Linked DNA regions of Mus musculus: all the other regions are linked to region 1. Evidence: chromatin contacts called from public HiCAR-type, capture Hi-C and promoter capture Hi-C data. All regions are on one chromosome and are shown on one strand. Each heading gives the region's core, a stretch centred on a gene start, on an enhancer-like site or on the middle of the called end of the contact. The rest is flanking DNA. Distances are from core to core; before and after follow the strand shown. Region 1 holds the start of Bloc1s6 (biogenesis of lysosomal organelles complex-1, subunit 6, pallidin). Region 2 holds the start of Eid1 (EP300 interacting inhibitor of differentiation 1). Region 3 holds the start of Cep152 (centrosomal protein 152). Region 4 holds the start of Slc12a1 (solute carrier family 12, member 1).

Region 1 (7,492 bases), core at 3,660-6,159:
CCCTAAATATAATGCCCAAACTTATCAGGTGTTTTGTGGGAGATTTCAGAACCTTCTCTTTTCAGGAAGGTACAATTATAGGCACTCTTGAAATTTTCCTTCAAACGTTCTGTAAAGGGAATGGGAAAGGGAATGAGTAAAAAGTAGTTGAAAACACATGTCTCATAAAGGACTATCATAGAATATAGAAAGTATTCTTAAAAAATAAAAACATCAAAAAGGCCTGGAGAGATGGCTCAGCAGTTAAGAGCACTGACTGCTGCTCTTCCAGAGGTCCTGAGTTCAATTACCAGCAACCACGCGGTGGCTCACACTATCTACAATGGGATCTGATGCCCTCTTCTTCTGTATCCGAAGACAGCGACATTGTACTCAAATATATACAATAAACAAATATTTAAAAGCACACATAAATAATAAGAATAAAACCTGATTAAAATAGGAAAATATAAATTGATACTTCATCAAAATGCACAGATTGATAGCAAATAAGCATATGAAACAATATTCCACATCAGATAGTTACAAAGTAAAACAACGTACCATATTTACACATCCACTGTAATGGACACAGAGATCTTGGGGCTGGAGAGATTGCTCAATGGTTACCAGCACTGGCTGCTGTTACAGAGGACCCATATTTTATTCCCAGCACCCACCTGGCAGCTCACAACCTTCTACCTCCAGTTCTAGGGGATCTGATTCCCTCGTCTTGTCTCTGTGCCACTGTATGCACAGGGTGCTCAGGCACAAATACAAGCAAAACACCTCTATACATATGCTAAAAGGTAAATAAGTCTGTAAAAGCAACAAGGATCTTTACCACTGCTAAGGATGCAAGACGCAACATCATCTTAGAAGAGACCTTGTCATTTTTTAGTAAAAGCACATCTTATCCTACGACCCAGAAATCCCACTCCTTCAAATTTATGCACTGAATTAGAAAACACATGTCCACATGAAAACCTGCACGTGTGTTAATACCATATTCTTTCATCATTATCAGAACTTGGAAGCAACAAGATCTTTGTTCTTCAGTGGGCATATATATATATATACATACACACACATATATACCTATGTATAACATATATACACACACATACATACATATAAACATACACATATACTCAAATTTACATATACACATATATACATATACACACATATACATATATGTATAATATATATGTAGTGTGCATATCATATTTATATTATACATATATGTATACATAATATATGTATGTTATACATAAATATGCATATTCATTGTATATTAAATAAACCAGCAGTAAAAGATGAGTTATCATGAAAAGACTTGATGGAAACTTAAATACAAACGCATATAGAAACAATCACTCTAAATAGGTTATATAAATAAAGCTACCAGTGTTTGCTAGATGCATTCATTAGCTCTTCATTGATGTGAAATATAACTGAGAAAAGTCATGTAAAGGAGGGTGGTTTACTTGGGCTCACATTTTCAAAGGCGTTGGTCTGCCCTGGTCCTTGATGGGTTTAGAAATTTTGATCTGTCACAGCAGGGAGGTCATGGTGAGCAAAGCGGTTCACACACCTGCAGTGAGAGGGATACAGAGTATCCTGCTGCCAGACTTCTTCCTGGGCTCCTAGTAGCTTATCTTGGCTCCTGGCTCATGGGAGGGTACTGCCTGCATTCAGGGAGCATCGTCTATCACTTTCTTGTGAAGTTGGTCTGGAAATACTCTCACGTGCGCACCCAGAGGTGTGCGTAAGTAATCTAGGAGCTTCTGAATCCAAGCAAGTTGACATTTCGAATCAACTACTACTCTTGACGAGCACCAAGGGCAGCGGGGATGATAAGAATCCCAACAGCATTCGAGGCAGGGCATGAATTATTATCGTAGTATGATGGTGCAGTGCTTATTAAACTAGTAACTGTCATGTGCTGTCTGAGCTCACCAAGAAACTGTCTCTGGAAGCAAAGATTATGCTCCGACAGCCAGCCTCCCCACATTCCAGAACCAAGCATGTGTCTCTTGAAGGCCCCTTGTCTGGGTATAGGCTGACCTCTCTAACTCAGTGACAGGAAGGGCAAATAGCCCAAGAGTAAAAACACCATGTCCTGAGAACATTGAGAAGATAATCCATTTCCAACAGAGGTTACTATTGGTTAACCCATGATATAAAGTACTTGCAAGTATGAAAGAGAAACCAGATATTCAGCCATGTGACCCTGCTCCACAGAAAGAAAGCAATGGGTCGGGAACTTCAGCTGACTGCCTCTACTTCCCCAGTTGGTTTCTGCTGGAGCTCCCACTTTGATGATGTTACCTCTATCTGTGGGTATTTTTTTCTTCTACCTGGGGAGCTCAGCTTTACCTAAGGAGAGTGTTGGGACACTCTCCTATGCCTGGGACTCTCAGTGGGGAACCTCAGCTGGATACCATAATGGGGCATCCACAGTCAACCTCTGCTGAGAGTGTTGAGCTGCTAATCTGAGGATGTTTGTGCCATGTGTGTATCTATCACCATCATCCACACACCCCACCCACCCTTCTGCTGTTTATTCTTTTACTTTGGCTTCCTGTATATTTAATAAACATTCACTCAAAACTCAAACTTTGGCTATTGTAGATCATTGTCTGGACAATACAATGTTATACATTTTTCAATGCATAATATGTAACCTCAAGAACAAACTCTAACACAAACTATAACATTTGGTGCCTAGCAATGTTTCTGGTGGATAGGAACTAGAACTCTATTTTTAGCATAACTAAGGTGTCTAGTTCAATCTTAAAAGGTATTACATTAAAGTATTTGGAGTGTATAACTTTGATACGTAAAAGAAAATGGGAAAACTAAAGACCCTTCAAAAGACATAACATGACACAATAAACTGTTGTGTTCTTTGCAATCAAGTTTTAGAAGTTGCTTTGAGCTCTGTGTCATATACAGAGGGTCCTTAACAAACAAGTGGCACATTGAATTGCAAGCTGTAAGAGAAAAAGAAGGAAAAGATCAGAGAGAAAAGCAAGATGAATGTGGTACAAACTCCTTGTTTATTTAGGTGATTTTGTTACAGTAAGTTAAAATGTTAAAAATAATAAAATTCCTAACAAGAATTCTCCTTATAGCAAAACAAATCATAAAGACAAGGTAGGACATAACAGTTTATTTCATCCATTAAATTTAAATAACCAGTATTTAAAATTTAATGAAATGTACTTAGTACTGGCCAAGAGATAGAAGGAGCCAATGAAAACTCATAGGATATGGCTCTATTCCAAAGGGCACCACAACACCATTAGTACATGAAACTTATAACCAAGCAAGGGTGCCAGGTGTTTCATCATGTTTACCATGTTGTATAACTCAGACTTTGGAATATACAGTTTGGAATTAGGGCTAGGGCATCAATAGTTCACCAATTAGCAAATTTATCGAGAATTATTTTGGTACTCTATGCATAAGAGTTTCTATTTGTCATTTTTAATTCAAAAGAAGAAAACATAAAATAATGAATGCAAGGAGGAGCTCAGTGCTAAATGGCAGGAGGATGTTTGTTGTTGTGAAATGTCTTCACTGTGACTGCTGAATGAAAGGGAGGAAATAATGAGATAATGAATGGTGTCCACAGTAAAGGTGTGTTTGAGTGTGCTGGCTCGTGTCTGCTGGAGGACCAAGAATTCAAGGCCATCCCTAATTACATATTGAGTCTAAGGCCAGATTAGGCTACAGGACACCTCACCTTGTGAAACAAAACAATAAAAAAGATATTATCCTAGAGCACTTAAAAGATGAATAGGCCTTTGAAAAAGATACTCTAGTTTGAAACAGGAACAAGCACAATGGACAGCGTACAATGCCCAGATTGCACAAGATGTTTGAAGAGTAATAAATTGTTTTCCTATTTGTATGACAACACTAATTATTACACATTCTATAGTTCAGCAACCTCACAGGGTTGAGTTCCATTACAAAAGCTTTAGGGGAGGAATTGGTTACCAATTTTTCTGGAGGTCACCCACCATCCAGAATAATGACTCCCTTCCTCTGTCTTCAAACCCATCAGTGTTTGTTTAATCATCCTTTGTAATCAAATCTTTTTTCAGACAGCCCCACCCCATCAGTTTTACAGACTGTTACCTTGGGTCCTTGGAGTACCCTTCCTATTTTAAGGTTATGTTAACTAGTAGCTTTTATTCGTTGCCATGCCCTCTAATATATTTAGAAGTCTCAAGGATTAGTCTGTGGACATTCTACCGTGGAGAGTTGAGAAGTTACCCTTGAAAAGTGGCTAAAGTGAAACTGAACATAAGATGGTGACAATAGGGAGCCAGTGCATTCCAGGGGCATGGCATTATTTGTTTATTTATATTAGTTTTTTTTTTTTTTTTTGAGATAGCTTTGGCTACAATATGGAAAACTGAACAGGTAACCTGAGGAGCAACTAGAGATGCTACTAGAGGTCAGAGTTTACAAAAGGGTCGAGAATCCTTACATTTGCTGTGGAGCTGAGTCTGTCCAAGTCTACATACTTTCCTTTAGAACTCATGATATCATCTTACAGGAGCCCAGCATGTGCTTTTGGTAATTTGACTTAATTTGTCCAAATGATGCTCCAAGAAAGCCTTTACGTCATTTCCAAGCACTGGAAGAGATCCTCAGCAACGCTCAAGCTCAGAGTTCGTATTGACTCACTTAGCGGCCCGAGTTATAAACTGGACACAACACTGGGGACATTCACACGGTTATGGCGACATCCGGTCCTCTAACCTCTCTTCCGGGTTCCGCCGGCCACCCTCTGTGAAACCGAACCCGCACGCGCACGGCTGCGCCTAGGGCGCTGACACGGGGGGGGCGGGGGGGGGCGGGCGTTCCGGACTTGCAGTAACGTTCTGCGTCGGAAAGCGAGGTTTTCCGCTTTCGTCACTTCCGTGTGCCTCGGCGGCTTTCGTCCGGATGGACTCTGGAACGCGTTAGGTTTCTTTGCCTGTGACTTCTCCACAGCACTCGCCTCACGCAGCGCCCAGTGCGGGGATATGAGTGTTCCTGAGCCACCGCCTCCAGACGGGGTCCTTACGGGGCCTTCCGACAGCCTGGAGGCCGGCGAGCCCACGCCGGGTACGGCTGTTTTGCGGGGCGACTGCCCACAGGGGCCGGGTTCGAGTGGGTGGGACTCCAGCGCAGGCGACCCTCCTGCCTAGAGCATCCTGGCCAGGCAACCCTGGTCCCGCGAGGAAACGCACTGTTGGGTGCGGTTTGTGTTAAAGGTTTGCGTTTGTGTTGCTTTTCAACTGTTTGTCACAGGGTTAGTGGTTGGCGATCAGTCTGCCAGAGAGAAGGTAGATTTTTAGGAAACTGTACAATAGTGTCTACTCATGAAATACTCTGACCTCCTAGGTGACATTACTTCATCCGAGACTCCAGCAGCCGTCCGCACATTTCCAGAAGAAATTTAAGCATTGATGCCCGAAGGCGTCCGTTGGACGAAGCAGTTAATTTGCTATATAGGCAGATGGGCACTGTTTATACCATCGTTTTTGTGAGATTGAAAACACCACTCAAATCATTTTCTGTGAGCATTGGTTCATATGAGAGAAGCTAGATGGAGCTTCTAAAAATAATCTCTGCGTTTCAGAAATAGGAAGCTACAAATAACCCAGCATTTCCTGGCAGTGCTTTTCTTTAATGACATATCCCTTTCATGACTTGTTCAGTCACATTAGTAATACTCTGTAGTACCTACTTGGAACCTGGGCCTCTCTCTTTCTCCCTTCCCCTCCCTTCTCCCCCTCTTTCTCTCTTTCTGCACATAACGAATGGGTGGTATGCATATAAATAAAAGCAGATGTCAGAGAGTAGGGCAGAGATAGGGATAGGTGCTAGCTGCAGGTTCAACTCAGGACTTATTTCATGTTAAACAAGTGCTCTACTACAGAGCTAGATCCCTAGCCTCAGCTGTCTGATCTTCTTGATAATGGTGTGAGCTTACTCTCCCATGAAACTGAATTTGCACTCTTGGATTCAGTTCCCTCTGTTTCATGTAGAGGATTCCGCAGGGCATTAGCATCTATCTCCCCTCAGCAGTGTAAAGCTACCACCGCTAGTCTCTCATTCTCACAGCATGGTGTGTCCATTGTTGTAACTTTACTGCCCCAACACAAGCTCCAGGCATGAATCCTTAGAATCCTAAAATGGCTTCTTGCCACTTACTGAATTTTCCATAGAATTGGCACTCAGGGACCCTCACAGGCTGACTCACGGCATATATTAATAGCTCACTGTTGCTTTCTGTGCATGGCCTTGCTGTTCATCCTTGCAGTTTCTCATTCTGTTTAACAATGTTGCACCCCCTCGGCTCCTTTCAGATTTGTATCCATATGAAAGTGGTGGCTGCAGTCTAAGTTGGGGCCATTTTTTAGAGGGTTTTTGCAGTTTCAAAGATGGTCACATGTTCTGTTCCACACTGTTTTCTAAGAATGTCTCCCATAGAAATAGGAGCGTGCAAGGATTAGGAAGACCACAGCAGTGTTGATGAACTATGTAGATCCATATACATTGCTGAAGAAAGATACCTGTGATAGACTTTGTCTTAAAACAGACAAATGAATGGAAGACCTTCAGAACAGCGTGATGAAAAGCTGATGTGCATGGCTGGGTAAAGGCAGTTTCTGGCCGATTACGTGAGAAAACTGCAGACTGACTCCATTGGAGTTAGGCTTTTTAAGGAGTGCCTTTTCCCATGGGTTTACATTTTTATAGTGATTAGCAAAGAGAAGAGAAGATGGGGTGGGAGGATGAGGTGGGCATTCAGCATCTTCAACAGCCCGTCTTCCTTAGAAATCACCTCAGACTGTTAGATTCCACGACAGTTTTTGTAATGGCTTTGTATACTCCCCTGTATTGTGTACTCAGGGAGGAGAGTTTACCTTATTTATTGTTGTGACTAAGAAATTAGCAGACAGTAGGTGTTCAGTGCACATATATTGTATGTATATGGTAAAGACCTGGTTTTTCTTTTAGAACTGTGCTTCTCAATCGTCTAATGCTGCGACCCTTTAATATTTTTTGACTGCTTCATAAATGTAATTTTGCTACTGTTATGGATCATAATGTAAATATCTGTGTTTTGATGGACTTAGGTGACCCCTGTTAAAGGGGTTGCCACCACATGGCCGAAAGCTCTGTTCTAGAGTCTTCCACAGTGAAGTGCCTGGAACTTAATAACTAATACCTATCCAATAATTGCTAATAATTAGAATGGGAAAGGGAGGCCTATGAGTTAAAGTGTGTGTGTAGGTAGGCAAATTTGTTGTTCCATCTTAAAGTTGTAATAGCTTTAGTCTGGTGTTTCTTTCTGTTCATCTATTATATATTGTCCATGTTTGAAGTTGGTGCTTGTTGTACTATTATTGTAGACACAACTTAAGCAGTGGAATTATTTGTCAAATGTAAGCTTTTCGTTCCGCGTCCAAAGGCACATTAGTAGTTCCCAGGTCTTCCT
Region 2 (7,492 bases), core at 3,061-5,560, 2.9 Mb after region 1:
TCCCCACCCCCTCACCTCCGGGCTCATACTGCACAACACAAGCCATCCTACATGCCCTGTTTGCTAATGGATCAACAATTTACTATCCATGTATGCAGGACCTCTCTAAGGACCCTGGTCCCAAAATGAAGCAGTGATGTAAAAGTATCTTTTAGTCACCTGATGTAATTGTCACCTCTGAGTCTTACTGCCTCTATCTGCTAACCTAGGTCTAGTCCTGGAAGTTTCTAGCCTCTGTACAATCTAACCTAGGCCTAGAATGTTTTCAGCCTCTGAGATTTACTGCCAAATAAATTCACTTTTCTTGTTCTTTCTGAACTCTGGCTGGCTGATTTAACTCAGCTATTCTGGCTCAAACCCCTCCCCAAGATGACTGATTCAGTCTGGCTTCTCTCAGCTCCTCAATGAATTGCTCTGCTTGGCCTCAAATTAATTCAAGCAATCTGTTCTGGTCTTTTGCCTCCTGCACACATTCTCTGGCTTATTCTGTCTTCACGTGTGCCTAGATTTTTTTTTTTAATTAGTAAAACTGCCACTTCCTTCCTCCCTCCCTCTTCCTCTCTTTTCTGCACAGTTCTCTCTTAAGTAGCCTCTTTTTCCTCTCTCTTCTTGTGAGAGTTGGGCATATCCTATTCTGTCAAATCTTTTTCTGATTTGTCACTATTTCTGCCACTCAATTAGAAATCACTTTCAAACACGGGTGCTCCCTTCTACAAACTAACTTTACCTTCATCAGGATTAAAGATGTGTACTAACGGTTTTGTCTGAATTCCAGCTAAAGGGATGAACCGGTGTGCTAAGGCTGAGCCACACCACAACTAGATTCAGCTTTTTTCAGTAAACAGCAATCTCGGTGTTCACAGTGTGATAAAATATCCGGCAACACAGTGAGGAATCAAGGAATGACACTCTGGAAAGTATTCTCGGAGAGAACCCCTGTACAATCTGTGACTGGTGAGCACTACAGGCTCTTGACAGAGAGCCCCCCCCCACCCCCCCGTGACTGAGCAGTGTCTTCAAGGTTTACACAAATCTGGATGGTCATTATAGACTGGCCTTGTTAGCCTTGGCTGACAACTCTGATGGTGAATGGGATTCCCATCTTGGATTAAATCTGACTGATAATCTGCTTAGTCTGCTTGTGGGGAACATTCTGCAAGAGAAACGGCAGTGCACACAGGACACACAGATCTCACGATTTTTATGTTAACTGAAAACTTACCAGATGATAACTCAGTGGCTACTAACACCACAGAGGGCTAGCAGTCCTTCTAGTAAGCCTGACCTTTTAAAATCCTGACAGAGGAAACATTTGCCCAAACCACTGTGGGTGTTTTGTTTTGTTTTGTTTTGTTTTCTACCTGATACATGAAGCATTCAACAAATTGCAATATTGAAAAAGACATGAAGTAGTTAATATTCTGCATATGAAAATTCTTAGGACTCACAAAAAGAACTTGTACAAATCTAAACTTACAGGGTCCCCTCCAGAGGCAAATGAAATCGATTGCATTTGGTGATTTGCAATAATCTGGAAAACAAAAGCAAATTAAACATTTTAACACTATAATGTGTTTGATTTGTTTCTACTTACTTAGCATCCCTTTAGAAACTATACTGTCTGCATTCTAAAATAAACTCTTGTTGTTGTTTTGCTATTGGGATTGAAACTGAAGTATTGTGTATCCTAAGGATTTACTCTACCATTAAGTTACGTTCTCTACTCTCATCTGACCCATGGTGCCTTTCTCTCTGCCCTATTCACCTAGGTAGACATACGTTCTAGGTCTAACTATCCAATCAGCAATCTACTCAACACCGCTCTCTAGATACAGCCAATCAGTGTTTTGTGGGAGAAGCTGGAATCAGTAGTAGAAGGAAAAATATCTCTCTCTGCCACTAAGGAACACCCACACTTGCCCAATGGGGCCATCTTTTGCTGTCATGTGAGTGAAGCCTTCTGGAATATAAAAATTTCTTTCCAGAAAAATTGAGAGCTGAGAGTTAAAAAAGCAGACTTGGAAACATGTGTCATCAATTTAACCAGAACATTTCCCCCCTTCCCTTCATACTCTTATTTATTTTTTCTGTTTATAGACTTAGTGTATTTACTTTTGTTTAGTTATTCACTACTATGTATCCAAACACACTAATATTAAGATTTCTAACATGGGGGATAGAGAGGTTGCTCAGAGGTTAAGGACCCTGGTTCCAGTCCCAGTACCAACATGTTGTCTCAAACAACCTGTGACTCTGGTTCCAGAAGATGCAAAGCCCTTTTCTGGCCTCTAGGGGCACAGAACATGTACATAGTACACACAAGTAGGCAAAACACCCACACATAAACCTAAAAACGATTGAAAAACATAAAGACTTCTGATATCACTAGCCAAATAACTGCACTAATTTAACCCAAAATGATTGTTTTATTGGAGATTCTAATTTGTTTGCTTGTGTTTGGAAATCACAGTGCAATAACTGACTTGTATAGGTTTTAAAGGTTAATTAAAATGCCAGCTATGCAACTACCAATGAATCCTGATTGCAGAACTGTGAGGCAGAACCTACGAAGGCTGTACATACAAGACAGCCAAGCAAAACTGCTCCTAGAAGCATACTCAACAATAATTGAATAAAGTTGTGCAACAAGATGTTTCCTTAGGAAATGAAATAACTAGGCTATTTATAATAGCCCTGAATTAGAAGCAATCCTGAAGGTGACTATTGTGATATTCAAATAGTAGACTGCTTAAAATATGACAACATATTTGTTGGGTTAAAAAAGAAGTCAAAACAAAGAATATATCAATACATCGTTTCATTTATCAAAACTGGCAAACTTTTTATTGAACTATTTGCATAAAGTCTGAATTGTGGTTATTCACGAGGCACAAAAAGAGAGAAGAGTGGTTTTCTGGGATCCACGAATGATGCCTTTTCTTCTGGGTAGTAAGTAAACAAATATATGTAGCTTGTGATAATTAAGCCACACACATTACCTGTGCACTTTTCTCTATTAACATTTCAATAAGAACAAAAATCAACATGCAAAGATTATATTCCAATAACAGCTCATGAGAAACTTCATTTAATGGATAAAGAGGAAGATTTCATACAAATATGTTCAAGTATGTAAAACTAGTAAGGATCATGTAACACTTTGGAGAAAAGTTCGCTGAAGAATATAAAAAATGACCATTGGCAAAAATTATATAAGATAAAGAGGAATGCTATGGAGCATTGTCTCTTGGACATGACAGGGCCATTGCATCCACGAATAATAAACTAAAGCTATGGAAAGATTATAAAGATACAATCAAGGCTGGAGAAATGGCTCAGCAGTAAACAGCATCGGCTGCTCACACTAAGGACCAGGGTTCGACTCCCAGTAATCACAGGGCAGTGTACAACTGACTTCGTTTCTAGGAGTTCCAACGCCCTCTTTTGGCCTCTGTAGGCACAATGCACACACGTGGCACACAAACATTACAGACAGGCAAACAAACGCATACACACGAAAGAGAGATCAAATTGATAAAACTTAAGTTTACTTATATTAATTCCATAAAACAATACGTGGTAAGGGTGTGGATATTCTCAAACACTATTGGCTACAGTTTAAGTTTGTAGAGCAACCGTGGCGCGTGATTATCTGTATATATTTAAAATATGTATAGCCTATTTTCCACCTTTCTTTATCCTAGTACTCACACATGTATGTGGTTTAGTTTCCCCATGGTATATACGTGTGGACATACACACAATTTATCTTTGGTTAGGTCAACTTCAATAAATTCAGAAGAAAAAAACCGAAAAGTTAAATTTTCTCAGTGCGCAGGACGGGACTAGTGGGATTTGAAATGGTGAGAGGTAATGGACATGCTGATCACAGGAACGCTGGGGAGGCAGGGAGGTGGAGGAGAGATGGCATCTGTGACAGAAGGCCAGGGCTTTCCATCTAGGCAAAGCAAGCACTTGGCAAGGAACTTAGAGCTGGTCTCCAGGTGGGTCACCAGCGGAAGCATCGCGGGTCCTGAGTGGGTGTGAGGGTGAGGTGGGAGTCCGGGAAACATAGGGGGTGAGGGGTGGGAAGGGAAGAGCTCGCGCCCGCGCCCGCGCCCGCGCACCACGCCCCCCCCCCCCCCCGTGGACCAAGCGGCCTACTCGCCAGCACACGCACGCCATGCTGGCACGCGCACCACGCCCGCCTACCCGTTTGCGCACGTGAAACGTGCTCCGCACGCGCATCACGCATGCCCACTCGCCTGCGCACGCGCCCCCCCCCCCCAGCTCGCGCTCCACGCACGCCCTCTTGCCTGCGCACGCGCACCACGCCCGTTCGCGCGCCCGTCTCTGCAAAAGGTTCCTTTTTTTTTTCCACCTTGGTCGAGTCGCTTCCACCATGGCGGAGATGGCAGAGCTTTGCGAGCTGTACGAAGAAAGCAACGAGTTGCAGATGGACGTGCTGCCCGGCGAGGGCTATATGGAGGTAGGCCGCGGGGCCCGCGGGCCGGCCCCGGAGGAGGGCCCCATGGAGGAGGAGGCCGGGCCGGCCGCCGCCCGCGCCCAGCGCGGTCTGTTCCCCGAGGCTGGCGCGGACCTGGAAGGCGACGAGTTTGATGACTGGGAGGACGACTACGAGTTCCCTGAAGAGGAGCGCTGGAGCGGCGCGATGCACAGGGTGTCCGCCGCCCTGGAGGAAGCCAACAAGGTGTTCCTGCGAACCGCGCGAGCCGGAGATGCCCTGGATGGCGGCTTTCAGGCGCGGTGTGAGAAGAGCCCTTTCGACCAGCTAGCTTTTATCGAAGAGCTGTTTTCGCTGATGGTTGTCAATCGACTGACCGAAGAGCTCGGTTGTGATGAGATCATTGATCGAGAGTAAATGCTGACGAGAGAGGAGGAAACTACCTGAGAGGGAGAGATTCAACATTCTGCTATTTTGGGGTTCATTCCAAATAGTTCTGTGCAAAAAATAAAAACAGTTGGTTTTTGTTTCTCGGAATAGAAGACGGGACAGTGAATGACCATGCATTGTGGAAAAGGAGAATCGAGGAAGGAGGAGTGTTAAACCTGAGAATCGCGAGGAGAAAAAGACCAAATCGTTCCTCTTTGGTCTCACAGGGGCTCAGCAAAAACCTCTGGTTCAGACTGTTGATCGAGATGATTTTCCTTACATTGGAGAAGAGCTTTCTCTGTTAAGCTTTTAAAGATGGTTTGGAAGAGTAAATTGTGACTACCAATACAAGAATCTAATTAAAGAATGGGGGGAAATACATTCCAAGATGTCTTTAATTCGAACTGAAAGGCTATTGAAAAAAAAAAAAACTTTCCAAATTCTTTTTGGTGATTTATACACATCAGTTATCAAAAGCTAAACTTGAGGTTTAAGATTGAGTATTCATCTACCCCACAGAGTAGTCCAAGTAAATGTGGGTATAAATGTAGACGTGTTATCATGTGTGCTGTCATCTTAAAATGTGTTACAAACGCTTCTGGAATTTTGACTGCACATGTATCTTCATGATTTATAAAGCTACTGTGACCTCTAATTTGGAAAAACCCATTGTAATGATTTTCAAAGTAAAGAAAGAAACAGGATGTCTTTTTAAGGTTTTAAGTTCATGCATTAAATAAAATGTATGGGAAAGCCCAAAGACAAACTTTCTAATACCCTTTTATACTAGGGAAATTTCACTTGCTGTTTTGTACCTTGACAGATGGTAAGACTATAACTGAAGTTCATATTGTAAGAACTGTTTGCTAAAATTGTCAAGTAAAAAGAAATCCTGCCTGTATCTATAAAAAGATGTATGAGCTATTATGTTGTCAAACTTTGAAGGTTTTAAACCTACCCAGAAGTCCACCTGGGTGTCTGATATTCATATTCTCTCTCTCCCTCTCTGCCTCTTTCTTCCCCTCCCCCTCCCTTCTTCTAATTATGCTTGTTAATCTTTATGCACCAGCATTGGCGATAATAAATTTTCTTGTTCTGTGTATTTTGCTTTGTCTAATAGCTTTGCATACATGCTTTATACAGGATTCTCTTGCTGTGTGTGCCACGCCTCCATCTTGATATTTAAACATCCAATGCTTACAATGTAAACCAGTATCAAATATCCAAAAAATGGGTTCTGGGATGTTAAAGCAAATTTCAGAGTTTTCTGGAAGACCCGCTCTGTGAATGTGATGCTATGGCTTAATTGATGCTGAAGTTCCTTGAGAAGAAAATGATGTATTAGCACGATGTCCCTGCTGATGCCACCATGGCAACCAATACAGAACAGAGCTGAGACAGTAGGATAACTCCTGGGTTTCTGTGGGGTTGGTTGGTTGGTTTTACAGTCATCTTGTTTGAGAGGCTGCCGAGGTGGTTCAGTGGGTAAAGGTACCTTCTGCCATATAGCCAAGCCTGATGGCCTGAGTTTGATCTCTGGGGTCCATGTGGTGGAGGGAGGGAGAGAGACCTCCCCCAAGATTGGGCAGGCCTGTTAGTAATTTTAGACCCTCACCTGGGATTTTAGTTGCTCCTGTACCTCCAAAGCACCTGTACATAATTTTGCCCCGGTTACATGTGGTTTCAGAAGGTGCTAAAACACAAAAGGTGGGAGGTTGGCTGATGTTAGGTGGGGACTCGTGTTTGGGAAGCTGTCACCCATGTTAGGGTAGGACATTTAGATAGAGCCGCTACAAACACTTCCATGGGTAACCCCTCAGCCCTCTTTTTTACTCACCCAATAAATTGCCTCACTAGTTGGACTTGAGGGAATCATTTATTGATCTGTTATTGGTATTTACCTGCTGTAAATAGACTTTTGTTCACATCTCCACAGAAATATAATACAAATATCCATAAATTTGAGTGTATTTGTGTTTGGGGACCAAAGTATATCGTGGAAGTTAAGAGGAGAAGCCATGCATTGGTATTTCTTTGTATCCTTTATTCTGCATTTATCTATCTATCTATCTATCTATCTATCTATCTATCTATCTATCTATCTATCTATCTATCTGGGAGATTCATGCCACAGTAAGCAAAGGGCAAAAAATAACCTTCAGGAGTTGCTTCTCTCCCAGCATTTGGGTGGGGCCTAGGGATCAGACACAGGTCATCAGGCGTGGTAGTAAACTCTTTTACTCACTGGACCCTCTTGTATTTATCTTTAGTTTTGTGGCGATAGGGTCTCACTATGTAGCTCCAGCTGTCCTAGAACTAGACCAGGCTGGGCTCATACACACAGAGTTCTGCCTCCTGCATGCTGGGATTTAAGGCATGTGCCAACATGCCTGGCATTTTTATTTTAAGATGTGTGTGTGTGTGTGTGTGTGTGTGTGTGTGTGTGCACTTCACATGCTCATACCATGGTACACATGGAGTTCAGAAGACATCTCTGAGAATTTCTAAAAAGCCCAGCTAGGGCAAGTTTTGGAGGAAGCCTCAGAGATGCGGCTTTTGTGAGTTCTCATCCTTGCTGGATGAACACTCCCCACCCCA
Region 3 (7,492 bases), core at 1,374-3,873, 2.9 Mb after region 1:
GATGATGGAAACCGGGATACACTTTAACCTATGACCCTAAAGATGTGAGACAAAGCCAAGCCAAAGGCACCCAATCTTCCAGAAGACACAAAGATCCTTCCCGGGACTGGAAAGTTGGCTCAGAGGTCAAGAGTGCTTGTCTCTTCAGCAGAGGACCAAGATTCAATTCCCAGTATCATGGCAGCTCACAATGTCTATAACTTCAGTTTCAGGAGACCAGAGGCCCATTTCTGTCCTCCACAGGCACCAGGCACACAAGTGGTGCACAGATAAACTTGCAGGTAAAAGACTCAGGCATACAAAGTAAAAATAAAATTTTTAAACTGTTTCAAGCAAAAGATATCAGCCTTTTAAAACAGTAAAAAAACAGCATAAGTGTGGGAAACCTTACAACTCCCGGATAAGGACTCCGCCCTCCTCTAGATGCCTGCTCCATCCTAAGTCCATTCTGGCCACTTCCATCAATCAAATAGTATATATCACAGAACACATTTACAAAGTCAAGAGATGAAATTACAAAACTGTAAAACTACTTACAAATCACTTAATAAAAAGTATCAGTAAACATTTTTTTCTAAGAAAATGACAACTTAAGATGAGAAAATAGCATAAAAATCCATTTTAGAAAGAAATATAAATGTTCATTGAATATTATTACAGTCTGAGTTCATCAGGCTCAGGAGATCGCTCAGTGCAAGTGGCCATGCAAGTGTGCAGACCTGAGTTCAAATCTTCAGAAACCACATTAAGGCCAGACAGAGAGCCCAGGCATCTGTAAGGAACACTTCTACGGGACGGGGAGGCACAGGTGAGAGGCTGTCTGGAACGTCCTGGGCAACGCCAGCTAGCATGGCCTAAACACTGAACAGCCACAGATACCAGTCTCTAACAGGGTGGAGCCATACAAATATCCACTCGCGCGCGCGCGCGCGCGCACACACACACACACACAGAGGTTAAGTCCATGAAGAATTCAGGAAGTGTACTCTAAGTAGCACCGTGCTACCTTCAACTACTACATTGAAAATGGCCACAACTCTATGTTTTTTTGTGGCTTTAATAAATAAATTGCTGGTGAGATGTGTGCTGACAGATCATCATGAAAACAATCGATAGCAATGTGCATTTGCCATAGTAAAACTGTATCTTGGTGAATATGGCAAAATTATGCCATTAGTAGGAACAGTGGCCTACTCCTATGCTTGACCAGAGAGCTGACCACTTAAAACATAAACCAAGGGATCAACGTGGGCAGTGTGCTCCCTAAAATACAGCTCCCTGGTTAATAGTCTCACTCTAGCCGGGAAACTTTTCCTAACCCCACTACAAGAATACAAGAAGCACAGCTGTCTTCTCTTACACCTCTGACCCAGCTTGTCAATACTTGTCTGACAATACTTGTCAGCACTGTCCCTGGTAGTTTTTGGTCACCCCCTTCCACCCCCTCACATAGAGGGAAAAATATTTACTTGTTTTGTGAGCAAACTTTAGTGTATATTTTCCTTTCCAAAAATATTTATCATCATCATCATCATTATGAGTGAATATATCCATTGGGTCACAGGCCTTAGGATTCCCCTGGAGCCGGAGTCACACGTAGTTGTGACCTATACAATTTGGGTGCAAGAAATGAACTCACAGCCTCTTGCAAGAGCATTGACAATCTCTTAACTGCTGAAACTATTATCTACTCCCACCGGAGTAGATAGGGTCTTTAGGCAGATCTCTTTTTATTTGTTTACATTCCAAATTGTTTGTTTGTTTGTTTGTTTGCATCCCAAAGGATGTAATATGGCTGTAAGCAATTAAGAACTGAAGATCCTCAGCTCTGGCAGCTGTGCAATCGTAACTGCTTCCGTTTCTTTAGTAATGAAACGGTGAAAACATCATAGGTGTGGGAAACCTTACAACTCCCGGATAAGGACTCCGCCCTCCTCTAGATGCCTGCTCCATCCAAAGTGCATTCTGGCCACTTCCAGAGCGCATGGCTTATATCCTTTGCTTGTGGCTTCAAACTTCAGCCTTTATTTACATGCAAACAATCAAGAATTGTGAAGCTACGAAGTGAAATTCAGCTTAAATCACACTGAAAAATGCATGACTACAAGATGGACTAAATGTAATTGCCCTGGGAGTTAGAAAACTGCACGCACTAGCTTACACACTAACTTCTCTTACAGGGTGGAAACAGCCAGAACGCAACAGTCTATTTTAGACACTTTCCAAATCCTGTTCCTACTACAAAGAGTACGGAGGGAGGGGGCAATGACAATCTCTTGAGCTCGGTAGTACCGATAGCAGCATGGAAAACCAAGGTGAGCAGAAGACAGTAACCCCAAAATACAGGAAGCCCCCTCGACTGGGTGTACTCACGCAGCGCCCTTACCAAAGAACTGGGCCCGGGGTCCAAGAACCACGGGCGCGCACAGGTCTGCCGATGGGACGCCCAGGCTGAAGATCGAGAAGGGAGCCAGCAAGCACAGCCCCGGTGTAGGAGACTCGAACGCGGGTCCCGATCCCGCAGCCGCCAGCCTGGCCGGGAGACCGCAGTCACCTCCCGCAACCCGCAACCCGCTGCCCTGACTTCCAGCCGCGAGCACCTTCCCGGTTACACCCTAGCCCGCGAACCCCGCCACTCGACGAGCAGCCGCCTCCTCCAATCGCCGCCGCTGCTCGATGGGCCTGACGGCTGGGCGGAGCTATGGGGCGGAAAACCCGCCTCCCACAAGGTCGGTTGAGAAGTCGCCCGCAGTTGCAAGAGCGCGGCTGTTCGAAGAGGGCGCCAGTGGCGGCGGGAAGCTTCCCGGAGCCTCCATTGGGGAAATAGTGAGCCAATCACAAAAGCCTCCTAGAGGACTACGGTTGCTTAGATACGGCGGACTGTTTGCCCTCCCAGAGGTTAGCTAGGACATTCCTTTTTTTCCCCTTACACGTCTAAGTTTCATCCAATGGCCCTTTTTGCTCTCTGAAGTGCCACTGCCAGCCCTGGTCGTTGTTAAATTTGGCATCATCTTCAGACTTGGCTGGTTAAGATTTGTGTTTCTTTACTGATAAAACTGGAGGAGCTCCCAGGTGCCTCCTCCCTAAAACTCGAATTTCCGCGAATGTTCTTAGATGTTAGCCTGTCGTTAAATCCCATTATATCATCGAACTTGGAGATCGCAAACACAATGGATAAATATCACTTTGGCTGTTCAATTTTAATGTGTGTCTCTTGATTGGCTTGTTGAGGGTGGCTGGACCTGGCATGTTCGAGACCTGAGTTCTGGAACAGTTGCTGTCTCTGGCTTCTTTGGTAAGAAGGGCTCTAGTGCATGCCAAGAACTTGGTGACTTGGATGCCCACATCTTTTTAAATCTTTCCCCTGTGTACCGTGTGGAGTAAGATACTTGTCCAAGGCTCTTCCAAATCTGGCTGTTTGCTAAGTCTGCCACCTGCATCCTATCCTTGTACGGCTGACATTGACCCTCAGCTAGGGGTCTGATACAGAATAAGAGCTTGAGTGAGAGAAACAGAACCAAGTCACAAGGCTGCACTACCAATAGTTCTGGGATGGCTCCTGTTTCCCCTCCTCCCACCCCATCTCCTGGGCTGCTTTTCGAGTCAATTGCCCCACCTCTCACCCACTCAGCCCTCGAAACACATGACGTCACTCAGTGGAACTGGATCTCCCTACCACTGTACACAGGGTGCATACCGACCCCAAGAGAAGATGGATTTCTCTTCTACTACGATCTGTTACCGTGTGTCTGCTTCACTGGTAGAACAATATGAACGTCTTGGGGGTATTCACTTGAGCATTTGTCTTCATGTTTCATGGCCCATGCTAGGCACTCAAAACAACTGTGTTAACTCATTAGTGAATAAATGAAGGAATGGGCAAATGAAGATGTTGGTCAAGAAAAGACTAATGAAAGGCCTTCGGGGAAATGGCACTTGTCGAAGGTGATCCAAGTATCGGCTAATGAGAAAGATATGTCCAGTGCCCCATGCTGAGGTCTACGATGCAATAGTGCATGAGAATGGCAGGGGACATAGGGGGATAACTTGCTCTGTGTTGAGATAGTGTACTTTTCCTTCCAGGATGTCTGTCCCTAGTGTACTTAGTCTGGATCCGCCACGAAGTTCCGCAGGGCCCACCTGCCTTTGTGAGTCCTGAGCCCAGCAGGTGTTAACTTTTCCTCTTGCTTCCCAGCTGTTGCTTTTGGATGCTGGCCCAAGTCAGTTTTCTCTGGGACTTTGAGCTTTTTCACTCTTTCTCTAAAGCTCCCCCTCCCCCATCCTGCTGCTGGTCCACCGTGTGGTTGACCTGTGAACCAGCCAAACTCAAAGAGCATGGCTCTTTCTCCTCTTCTGGGCAGCCCCATGATTTACAGCTTGCCTACCCTGAACCTTTGCTTTGAACTCTAAGTCTCATTGTCCTCAAGCTTGGTTTGAGTCCATTCTTAGATTGTTTTACTAAGAACACCAAGAACCCCAGCAGGAGACCCTGCTTTCTCTGGTCTCACTCCACTGTGCCCTAGGAAGCTGACCTTCAAGACAAGCTCCCCTCCACCACCACCCCCCAACTCTGCCTTTATGTTATCTCAATCAGTGAAGAATCCCAGTAGATCAGAGATGGGAATAGAAAAAAATTAGGTTATTAATGACTTAGCTAATCTCTTTTGCATCACCGAGATCAGCCGTTACCTCTGTATTGTCCACAGCTCCTCCATGTAGTCAGACAGTCCTTCTCCATGATCAGTAACTGTTCCCACCCTCTCCCTTGTCCTGGGCCCTAGACCACTGCACTCTGCCTGTGGTTTCTCTATACGTTGCCTGTACCTTAAATCTCCTTTATTAGTCTCGCCTCAAATTACCCAGTTTGAATGAGCCATCTGTTTCCTGCAGAGACACTGATCCATCACATTCCTGATAAAATGTCTAAGTCCCAAACACCACACATTGTCAGCTGTCATAAAGCAATAATCATTTATTTTTTTAAAGAAAACTCATTTACAGATATTTATAGGCAAATGAACCACCATTTTAAAATAGAGGTTGAGACTATGAGATTAAAACCGCATGCAGACATTTCTTACATCTTTTAGGGTTGGTGAACAGTGTCTATGGCATCTGAAAGTGCAGCATCTGCCTCCCAGGCTACAACAGCACCAGTCCAGTGTTGACTGCCCATGCGTGCGGCTCACACCACAGTGCCCCCTGCATCTGGAACTCCGCTGGCCACCCAGTCTGCGTTCCCCAGCTGGAAGGAGGCAGTAGGCCCGCCCTGTCTCTGCTGCAGGTTACCTATGAGTCCCTATCACTATGCTGATCCCTCTTACGAAGAAAAATGATTAAGACCTAAGATAGATGGAGGAAAAGCAATGGAATATGCACGACTTTCTAGCTGTGGAAAGGAAACAAACTTACCTAAGAAGCCAGTGGCGACAGAAATAAAATGGTGAGTTGTTATGTAAAAATGCCAGGCTTCAATGTACTTGATTTCTGATGATTTCTACCCATAGGAACGATCCCATACTATACTTAAAACTTACCAAATACATCATAATCACAAAGGTTAAGTTGTCTCTACTTAGCCAAAATGAAGTGGTGTTGAGATAACTATCCAGAAAGCTTAGGATCTCTCTCCTCTCTCCTCTCTCCTCTCTCCTCTCTCCTCTCTCCTCTCTCTCTCTCTCTCTCTCTCTCTCTCTCTCTCTCTCTCTCTCTCTCTCTCTCTCTCTCTCTCCTGTAGTGACTGTATCTTTATATGCATAGGCAAGTAAGGACTGACTGAAGCATTTCTGCTATTACTAAAGACAACCAGATCCACTAAACCAACATTACCTGATTTATGCTGAAACACTTGGGGTCAGACTATGAGAGTGTAATTTGGCTAAACCTGTTACCTGTAGAGTATAGACACAGAATAAAGGGAAAAATCCTAAATATTTGCCCTCAACTGCACAGTCTGCTTATCAGTGTTAACTTTTAACAAAGAAAAAAACTACTATGTTAGGATAGCAACGGCCCTCTGAGTGCACCTCAAGCTCCCTCATCTTATGGACAAGAAAACTGGAATCCAGACAGGTTTAGCGACCTGCCAAGACTCACAGTGGTGAATAGTCTGAGCCTTGGGCTTCTCTGAGAATTCTTAATCTCACCACTGGTTGAACCATTGTCCGGTGTGTAGCAGACCTTTCCCAGCCCTTCTGCATTTTGTCTGATCACACGTACAGATGGTGATAAGACACATACCGAGGTGACACCAGGGCGCAGTGGCAGCCAATCACAAGGAGATTTTCATATACTTTAGATTGCCTTAATGCATTTTCAATGGCACCAGTATGGGCTGAGCATGAAGAACAATGGCTTTGTTTGCTGTCTTTTATAACCAAATACTCCAAATCAGAACTAACCAAGAGATTTGGCTTCCTGAATGTGTCCCATGCTGCCTACGGACAGTTCAGGTAGCAAAGACTGAGGAACGCTGGCCAGTGAATTTGAGCCCCAGCCTCTCAATCAGCAAATGAGACAGAATTGGGAAACCATCAGCGGTGTTTGCTTTCATTCCACAAGCACAGGCACAGTCTGAATTTGATGTCAGTGTCATTGTTAACATGGCAGCAAAAAGTGCTACTAAACAAAATGTAATAAAGTCAACACTACTAGTCAAAATGCTGCTTCTTGCTGTTTTTAGCAAGGAAGAACTTTTTTGGCAACTGGTTCTGTAGCTATAGAACGTGAAGACACGTGTAACTAATCTCCCCCATAGGAAAATGTCCCCGGATTATCAAGGTAAAGGCACGTACCACTGCCTGAGCAGTTCAAGTTGTCTTTAGCATCTGAAATTGAAGTTGTGCTTTTAGCTTTTCACCAATGCAATGTGACCTTTAAAAAGTGACCTCCGTGCAGATGAGTATCGCATTTCCAAATGGACCAAAATTATTATTCTCTGATTTTCATACTCAGAAGATAGTTTGTTACTTCTATGTTTTATAAAAGACCTGGTCTGTGGCGGTCTAAGAAAGACATGTTTCACAGTCTATGTTCTACTTTGTGTGAAGAAAAGGGTTGAGCGGCCACTGTTCCTGGCACCAAAGGAATATGCTTCTCATAGCACTGACACAGTTCCGGGAGTCATCATTTCTTGGGGGGCAAAAGTCCTGTGTTATCATATTTTCTTATTGGTTGTTTAAGGCGTACTTCACTTCCAGAAGAGATGATTGGCAAATTATTATCCATATGGTATTTGATAAGGTGGCCAACATTATCAAACACATGGTCCTTGGTCCTCACCTGGAAAAGGAACATACATATATTTAGGTTGAATAATAGCAGTTCTGAGCCAGGCAGTGCTGGCGCATGCCTTTAATCCCAGCATTTGGGAGGCAGAGGCAGGTGGATTTCTGAGTTTGAGGCCAGCCTGGTCTACAGAGTGAGTTCCAGGACAGCCAGGGCTATACAGAGAAACTCTGTCTCAACAAACAAACAAACAAACAAACAAACA
Region 4 (7,492 bases), core at 2,658-5,157, 2.4 Mb after region 1:
TTCTCTGCCTTGAAGAACCTCCTATGGTGAGATCCTGTAGTGTAGAGTCACCACCAGTCCTGCCTCACACCAGCTTCACCATCCTCCTTCATGGCTAGTACTAAAGAAACAGCTCCAACATCACCCAGTAAGAGGGATAATTGTACTGAGGCAAGGTGTCCAGCCTGCCACCTCTGAAGCCATGCCACCAGAAGCCAGTTGTCTAAGCTCAGTGGACTTCAGGGGAGAGCTAGCCATAGGGTATGAAACTATTCTTGAGGAGGCATGAACACATGATAGACTGTTGTAAACACCAGCAGCCTAAACATGCCACAGGTTTTATCTGGGAAGTCAGAGAGCTAAGGAAAGGATTAAAGTTATCGTGCATGTTCCCTGGGTTCCAATGTTGGCTCAGCAGAGGCAGTTTCCATATCCATGAAGCAAGGGTAAGAAGCCTGGGCTGTGTCTCTCAGGAATGCTGGTAAGAGTATGGATATGTAAAGAATGGAAAAGCACTCTGAAAACTATAGAGCGGGTAAATACGTCATTCTTTCTCTGTCTCCATACCACTCCCAGCCCAGCACTGAGGCTATAATGCTTCCCCCACACCTGAGGTTTGCATGCATGGTAGATATCTGAACTCGGGTCTCTGCTTGCACAGCAGACCCTTTCCCCATTGAGCCAACCCCTTGGCCTCTACAGTTTTTTACCAAGACTCCTAATCGTGTCTGTGGCATTCCCAAATAGCAGCCCCAGAAAGATGCCTGATGGGCCTTCTGTTTGTTTGCTTACTTGCTCCTAGTAGATTTATAAAATATCTATGTTGGCTATGGTTCTTCCGTTACAAGCCTTGACATCAAAGATGCTCTTGGTGCCCCAGGTGGTTCAGAGACCCTCACACCCAGTTGGTAATCTGGCCCAAGAGTAACTCAGTAAATTGAACTCAGCTGACTTTGCTGAAAGGCATCTGTGCCCAAACACAGGGCATCATCTTTGTGATTCTGTGCCCACCCCCACCCCACCCCCCCCGTGCCCAAAATTAATGTCCAACTTACAGAGGTTCCATTCACAAGACTTTCCATTTCACAATATCAGATTTTTATTTCAGAAAGAAGAAAAGAAAGAAAGAGGAGGGAGGGAGGGAGGGAGGGAGGGAGGGAGGGAGGGAGGGAGAGAGAGAGAGAGAGAGAGAGAGAGAGAGAGAGAGAGAGAGAGAGAGAGAGAGAGGTGTGAGACATGATCATAAGGAATGTACCACTTCAGGTCATCAACTCCCAATACACTACCACTCCCAGCATCACACTGACAGGAAGTACTTGATTCATGGCTTTTATTTTTCATGTGTGCATCTTACTCTTGGGAGCTGGGGGTAGGAGAACGGTCATCATCTGTGTTTCCAGAGTGAGAAGTGATCACTATAAAGAGTTGGTTATTGTTGAGATATAATATGGAAACTTCAAGAAATGTTAATGCCTCTAAGAATAGATGGCCAGTATCATACCCAGATGAGCCCCTATTGCCACATACAAGAGCCTGTTAGGGAGAACAGGAAGAAAGATGGTGTCTGTACCTCCAGATAGTTTCCTTACCCACCTGCCTCAAAGGCTCGACTTAAGCTCACCATCCAAGGTTGAATGATGTCATCTCATCCATATCCCCTGACTATCTCCCAGCCACTCTAGAAGGTCTGAACCCCCCTAATGAACAACAGAGGCTATCATTTCCCCGTTAGAGATAAGAGCCTCAAATGAAAATGTCTGCTTGATGGAAGACTGAGACCAAAACTAATTCATACTCACTGAGGTCAGAGAGGCATGCAGCAAGAAAAAGAGACTGACTCCAGAGGTGCTCCCAGCCTCTGAGGGAAGAAAAAGGCTGAAGAATGAAGAAGGTATTCCTGAAGGCAGGTGAGCAATGGATGCTGCCAATCATCCTGGTACAGGCAAGAGAACGTGTCTTGGGTCCCAGCCTCATCTCAGCAGCCTATTGATCTATTAAGTATCCCAGCACCCCCTACCTGAATCTGACACCTGACCTCCTGTACAGAATGCTCTTCTTCTAAGTGAGAGTTGCAACCCCTTATTGAAGAAATAAATTTCTTCAATTAAAGTGGTCTTCATGAGAAGATAGGGGCTAACAAGATTACTCAGTAGGTAAAGGCTCTCGCTGCCAGGCCTGACATTCGAATTTAAACCCTGGGGCAGACATACCTGGAGAACAGACTCCTCTGAGGTCGGCCTTTGACCTCTCTGTATAGCATACGGTGTGTACACTCACACCCCAACACACAAATCGATAGCTGTAAAACCAGAAGAAGAGAGAAGATCAAGTTACAGCTGTCTCTTTATAATTCTGATTCCGGCAGAACCTTACAACGTTAGCTCGGCTTAGTACCAAGGCACTCAGCTGGCAGCAACTGGGTTTTCCTCCGGCATCTGCATGTCCCTTTGTTCAATCCTGTGTTTGGTCACCAATTTACCTTTCCCTTGATTTTAAAAGGTGTGATTCCTATCCATGTCTTTAATGGTTGGTCTCAGAATCATGAGTTAGAAACAAAGTTACAAATAGATAATAAATCCTGCTAAAATAGTCCAAGCAAGCACTGTGCTCAAACCGGCGCTATTTAGAAACAGACATAAATGAGCTCGTGTAAGCCTCACGGTAACTCAGCAGGCCACATGCTGTTAGTGTCTGCATATTGTGTGCCTACGAGGACATTGAAGCATACACGGTGAACGAGTCTCCTGAATTTCCCCAGGCAGGAAGTGGCAGGGCCAGAACTGAAATGGAGAATTTTTCACTCACAGCTCACACTTAATCACTACGTCACACCACAGCAGAGCCACCCGGGCAACTGGAAATCACTTGAATAGCTTCTTATTAGATCCAAAGAGGACTCATTCGATCATCCTGATTGAAAACCAATGACAGAGCCTGCAAGGAGGAATTGCGTGTGCCGTCTTAATCACCAGCTCACAGGTTGGAGCCGTACCGTCTTCTGAGCAAAACTCAGAAACTAGACGTGATAAAAATGGCTCCTCCGCGAGGAGACAGAAAAGCCATTTAGTAGTACCACTGGGAAGTGTGCCCGGTTTGACTCGAGCAGCTTAAAGCGGTTTTCACACTCAGCAGAAATCTTTTTAATACTTCACTAATTCTACCCTCAGTCTGCTCACTTCCTATGCAGAGAGGAGGCAAGGTAAGTAAGGTCAAATAATTTCAGGTAACATTTCCTAACCACAAAATATTGAGACCATCTCTTGGTATTTTGGTTCCTATGCTGAGCAATATGAGGTCACTGGGTCTCATCAAAAACAAGGTGATAAGCTAGGCCTGGTGGCAGAGGCTGCTTCCAGCTCCTTGGGAGGCTGAGGTCAGGAGGATGGTGAGACTCCAGGGGTACAGAGTGAGCTCAGGCCAGCACAGGCAATTAGCAAGGCAAGACAGTTAGAGATGGGCTGGGGAGCTCAGGGGTAGAGCGCTTACTTAGAATATGTGAGGCCCTGGGTTCGATTCTTACTGAGAGAGAGAGAGAGAGAGAGAGAGAGAGAGAGAGAGAGAGAGAGAGAGAGAAACAGAAATAGAGACAGAGACAGAATGGCAGACCATAGAACTAAATTTATCTAGTCCCAAACAACTGAAGCAATATTTTTTGAAGGATTTGTTGTTGTGCAATCTGTAAATTAAAGAAACTTTATTTTGTTTACTGCCTAAAAGGATTAATGATTTACTACTAGTTACTAGTTGATGTGGTACTTACAGTTGGTTCCTCAGGGCTAATGACTGGTGTGGGGCTTTTCCCACTATTCCAGGCCAATGACTGAAAAGTCATCGCTTTCAAGAAAGTTTTTAACCAATGAGCAGAAGCCTAAGGTTGTAGCTTAAACTCTAAGGCCCCATATATGCGTGTGCGACGCTAATGTGGGTTACTGTTGCTCAGAAGAAGGCTGCTGGATGGGGCGGTAAGTGTCTGGGCTGGGCAGAAGCCTCAACTTCATATCATGTGGAAACACAGAGCCTGAGGGCTGGACTGAAGACGCCAGGGACTGTGAGAACTTAAATGTTCTAAAAAGCTAAGAGATGTGGGCTGCATGGATAACTTCACCAGGAAAGATTATTTAAGAGTTTAAATTATGTGTATTTGTTTGTTTGTTTTATCCAAAGAAATGCGTTAAATAACTGTGCAAGAGCCAAGCTTTTGTTAATATTGTTCTCGTTTTCTAGTTTTCTTTGGAAAAAAAAATCAACTTGTAAGGTATTTACAAAGAAATATTACCCCAAAGACAGTATTTAAGGTTGGCGCTTACTGTAGAATTGTGAAAATTACCAGGTGGTTTATTGAACTCCTGAAACATTGCATTAAGAGGAGCCAGCAGAACATAAGCCTTTACTGAGAGCTGTGGCTGCTTTTTGTATCCCAAACACTCATTTTTTTAAGGTTTCCATAATAGCATTATGAAAAACCACAAATATGTGAGCAAATGAAATGTTTCAGAGGCTACTAAATTTTTTTTTTAATTCACAGAACATCATCTTAAGAGACTTAGTCTTTGTTTTTTGGTGTTTGTTTGTTTGTTTTAATTTCATATTCTAAAATATACCTTTTTACATGTTACACAGGTGAAAGTTTTTCTGGGTCAAATTTATCATTAATGATATGTAGATTTTTTTAAGAACTAGCAAAATATACTTTTCAAGGTTTTTGTGTATCAGACAATGGAGGATAATGTCATTAGTGTAAAATGCTTTGCAATGCTGGCATTTAGACCCTCCGTGAACTCTCTTACTGTCCTTGACTACTAACATGCTTTCTAAATGTCCTGGTGACTTCCAAGCAAACATGACCAACAGTCACATGCTAGTGACTTCCCTGGAATTTCTGTTTGCAGAACCCAGTCCCGTTTCCTTGCTCAGGTAGCAAGGGTTTGAAGACGAGAAATTTTTAGTGAAACAAACATAAAATTGGACATCTTATGAAGGAAAACTGTAGCTCCAGCCACAGCCCTTCTTAAATATGTTTGCAATTGCCTGGAACAAATATAACTTTCTTTCTTAATAGCAGCCTTGAGGACCATTCTGAAGTTTGCATGGGAGACCACATATCAACAATACATCAGGGATCTAGCTATCGGGTCATCTAAAACCGAAGCCAAGCGCTCCGTATTATAACCACACTATTGTCTATTTTAAAGCAGAAATACGTAGATTAAAACAACAACCACTATAAAATAGGTAGTTCCACAGTAGATTTTGGAAGATGTCGGTCAGCATCCCTTCCAACTCAGTGCCCAGTAGTGCCAGTCGCTTTCAGGTCCATGTTATAAACGAGGGCCATGGCAGTGCGGCAGCCGTGGGCGACAGTGCAGACCCCCCACATTATGAAGAGACCTCTTTCGGGGACGAAGCCCAAAACAGACTGAGAATCAGCTTTAGGCCTGGGAATCAGGAGTGCTATGACAATTTTCTCCAAACTGGAGAGACTGCCAAAACAGACACCACGTTTCACGCCTACGACTCTCACACAAACACATACTACCTACAAACCATGGACGCCGTCCCCAAGATTGAATACTACCGCAACACAGGCAGCGTGAGCGGGCCCAAGGTCAACCGGCCCAGCCTGCTGGAGATCCACGAGCAGCTGGCTAAGGTAAGCATCCTTCCGTGCTGTTCCCTCGGGGTGAAAACACTGCATCATAAGTGGTGGGCAAACAAAGAGAACTAGTCCACGCCATCTAGCCTCCTTATGCGGCTGTCTCTGGGTCCCAAGAAACAGAAACTGTACAGGTGCTTTGCAAATGTTTACTGACTTGGGAAAGAAGTGCAGAGTGAACTCGGGAAGTTAGGCAATGTATGCTATGGTGTTTGCAGTAAGGACACTCAAGTCCCACTGGGCTGACTGCGCCACACTGAATCCTACGCCGTTTCCAGTTTAGTGTTAAAGATTCCACAGCAATCCTTAAACAAACCATTGTGCTTTCATAGTTCCTATTGTGGGGGCCAGCCTGTAGTCCAGCCACATTGTGGCCTTAAGACACAGCTACTCTGGAGAGTAGAGCAGAGTTATGACTAGTTTTTCTATTTTAAAAAGAAAGATTCGAATTGCATAAGATTCAGCCCTTGCGTCCCTCCTCTTCACACCTTTGCCTGAGGCTCCTGGCTCTTCTAAATTTAAGCCCAGGAGCACAGAAGTGGCCAAACTTCCTGTTTAAAGAACGTAAAAGGGTTCCAAAGTCTCCGAAAGACTCTAATCTATACCTCATTTAGACGCTTAGATTTCTTCTGAGATTTCCTCGGAGATACACTGACAGATCCTGCCTTTCTGACAGCTCGTAATGAATAACCTTCCCTTTTGTATGTCTCTGCGTGTGGTGCTGTGCATGTGTGCCTATTTGCATGCGCATGGTTGTGCATGCACGTGCATGCCTGTGCATTTGCAGGTGTGTGCAGAGGTCGATGCTGGGCAGATTCCTTAGTTTCTTCACCTTGTGCACTGAGGCAGGCTCTCTTACTTGAATCCCAAGCTTGCCGATTCTGTTAGTGTAGCTAGCCAGCCTCCTCTGGAGACCTCATGTCTCCATTTCCTCAGTACTGAAAGCACAGGTGGGACACCATTGTCAGCCTCTTTGTGTGAGAGCAGGAGACCCTGCACACAAACTCTGGCCCTCACACCTACCAGCAAATGCTTTACCCACTGAGCCATCTCCCCAGCCCTGGATATCACTTTGTGGAACATGGTTGCTCTCTGGGAAGATAATTGAGTAATAGTTTCAAATGTGTATTTACTTACAGCTGAGCTTTTAGGAGAATGAAGAATGCACAGCTTATTTTGTAAGCACTCATTTATTCATTTATCCATTCTAGTTTTTAAAAGTTAAATAAATAAATAGCAGGCTGTGTGGTTGCTCAGACCTTTAATCCTAGCACTCCAGAGGGAGAGGCTGGAGGATCTCAGAGTTCGAGGTCAGCCCTGTCTACAGAGTGATTCCTGGACAGTCAGGGCTACACAGAGAAACTTGATCTTAGAGCATGGGGATTGGGGGGAGGGGGTGGCAAAACAAAGTTAAACAGTCTGCTGTCGCCCCCAGCTGGGCTCAGGACAGCTTCTCCCAGGAATGATTCTGGCATGGGCTCTTCCCTTAGTTTCTTCTCACCTTCCTTCCAGAGGAAAAACATCTCCAAAATTTACTCTCTGAGCTGCAGGGGGCCCAGCTCTCTACTAGGACTTCCAGAGGAAGAGTCTGTGCTCTCAGTCCGCACTTGTACCCTCATCCACAAACCTTCCTTGTTTATACCCTCACACACAAACTTCATCTGTCCAGTGTGCTGCATTGGTGGCAAGGTGCAAACCTTAGACTTTGTCTGAAATATCTGGTGCTTTAATCAAAAGAAAAAAAAAATAGCATCATGGCTATTCAGTATCAGCTTCCATGCAGGGTTTGTTTTGTTTTGTTTTTGCCGGGATTGGGAAGGTAATTTGAATTTCAGACAAATTGCTTGTTAGTTTCTTTCT

Evidence for each region. Promoter capture Hi-C pulls out the DNA fragments that hold promoters and counts their contacts. HiCAR-type assays count read pairs that join an accessible place to other places. Capture Hi-C pulls out chosen DNA fragments and counts their contacts.
Region 2: a promoter capture Hi-C map of pre-B cells shows a contact between it and region 1, with 4 times the contacts expected there. The contact joins the promoter of Eid1 here to the promoter of Bloc1s6 in region 1. A contact is called at or near these places in 2 of 39 promoter capture datasets (liver and pre-B cells) and 1 of 115 datasets of contacts at active chromatin or transcription factors (astrocytes).
Region 3: a HiCAR-type map of astrocytes shows a contact between it and region 1, with 15 times the contacts expected there. The contact joins the promoter of Cep152 here to the promoter of Bloc1s6 in region 1. A contact is called at or near these places in 4 of 39 promoter capture datasets (cranial neural crest, hippocampal neurons, liver and 1 more) and 1 of 115 datasets of contacts at active chromatin or transcription factors (astrocytes).
Region 4: a capture Hi-C map of embryonic stem cells shows a contact between it and region 1, with 11 times the contacts expected there. The contact joins the promoter of Slc12a1 here to the promoter of Bloc1s6 in region 1. A contact is called at or near these places in 2 of 39 promoter capture datasets (cranial neural crest and hippocampal neurons) and 1 of 9 other capture datasets (embryonic stem cells).

What each region holds. Positions count from the first base shown.
Region 1 is chr2:122,733,596-122,741,087 of GRCm38.p6, forward strand. Bloc1s6 (biogenesis of lysosomal organelles complex-1, subunit 6, pallidin) reads left to right here and starts at 4,910. Exons shown (of 5, transcript NM_019788.3): 1 at 4,910-5,109. The coding sequence starts at 5,028. Bloc1s6os (biogenesis of lysosomal organelles complex-1, subunit 6, pallidin, opposite strand) reads right to left here and starts at 4,767. Exons shown (of 2, transcript NR_156706.1): 1 at 4,487-4,767; 2 at 1-109.
Region 2 is chr2:125,668,790-125,676,281 of GRCm38.p6, forward strand. Eid1 (EP300 interacting inhibitor of differentiation 1) reads left to right here and starts at 4,311. Exons shown (of 1, transcript NM_025613.3): 1 at 4,311-6,854. The coding sequence starts at 4,403. The coding sequence ends at 4,882. Shc4 (SHC (Src homology 2 domain containing) family, member 4) reads right to left here. Exons shown (of 12, transcript NM_199022.2): 5 at 1,478-1,531.
Region 3 is chr2:125,622,490-125,629,981 of GRCm38.p6, forward strand. Cep152 (centrosomal protein 152) reads right to left here and starts at 2,624. Exons shown (of 28, transcript NM_001081091.1): 1 at 2,387-2,624. Shc4 (SHC (Src homology 2 domain containing) family, member 4) reads right to left here. Exons shown (of 12, transcript NM_199022.2): 12 at 4,958-7,281. The coding sequence ends at 7,126.
Region 4 is chr2:125,148,693-125,156,184 of GRCm38.p6, forward strand. Slc12a1 (solute carrier family 12, member 1) reads left to right here and starts at 3,908. Exons shown (of 27, transcript NM_001079690.2): 1 at 3,908-3,941; 2 at 5,039-5,629. The coding sequence starts at 5,237.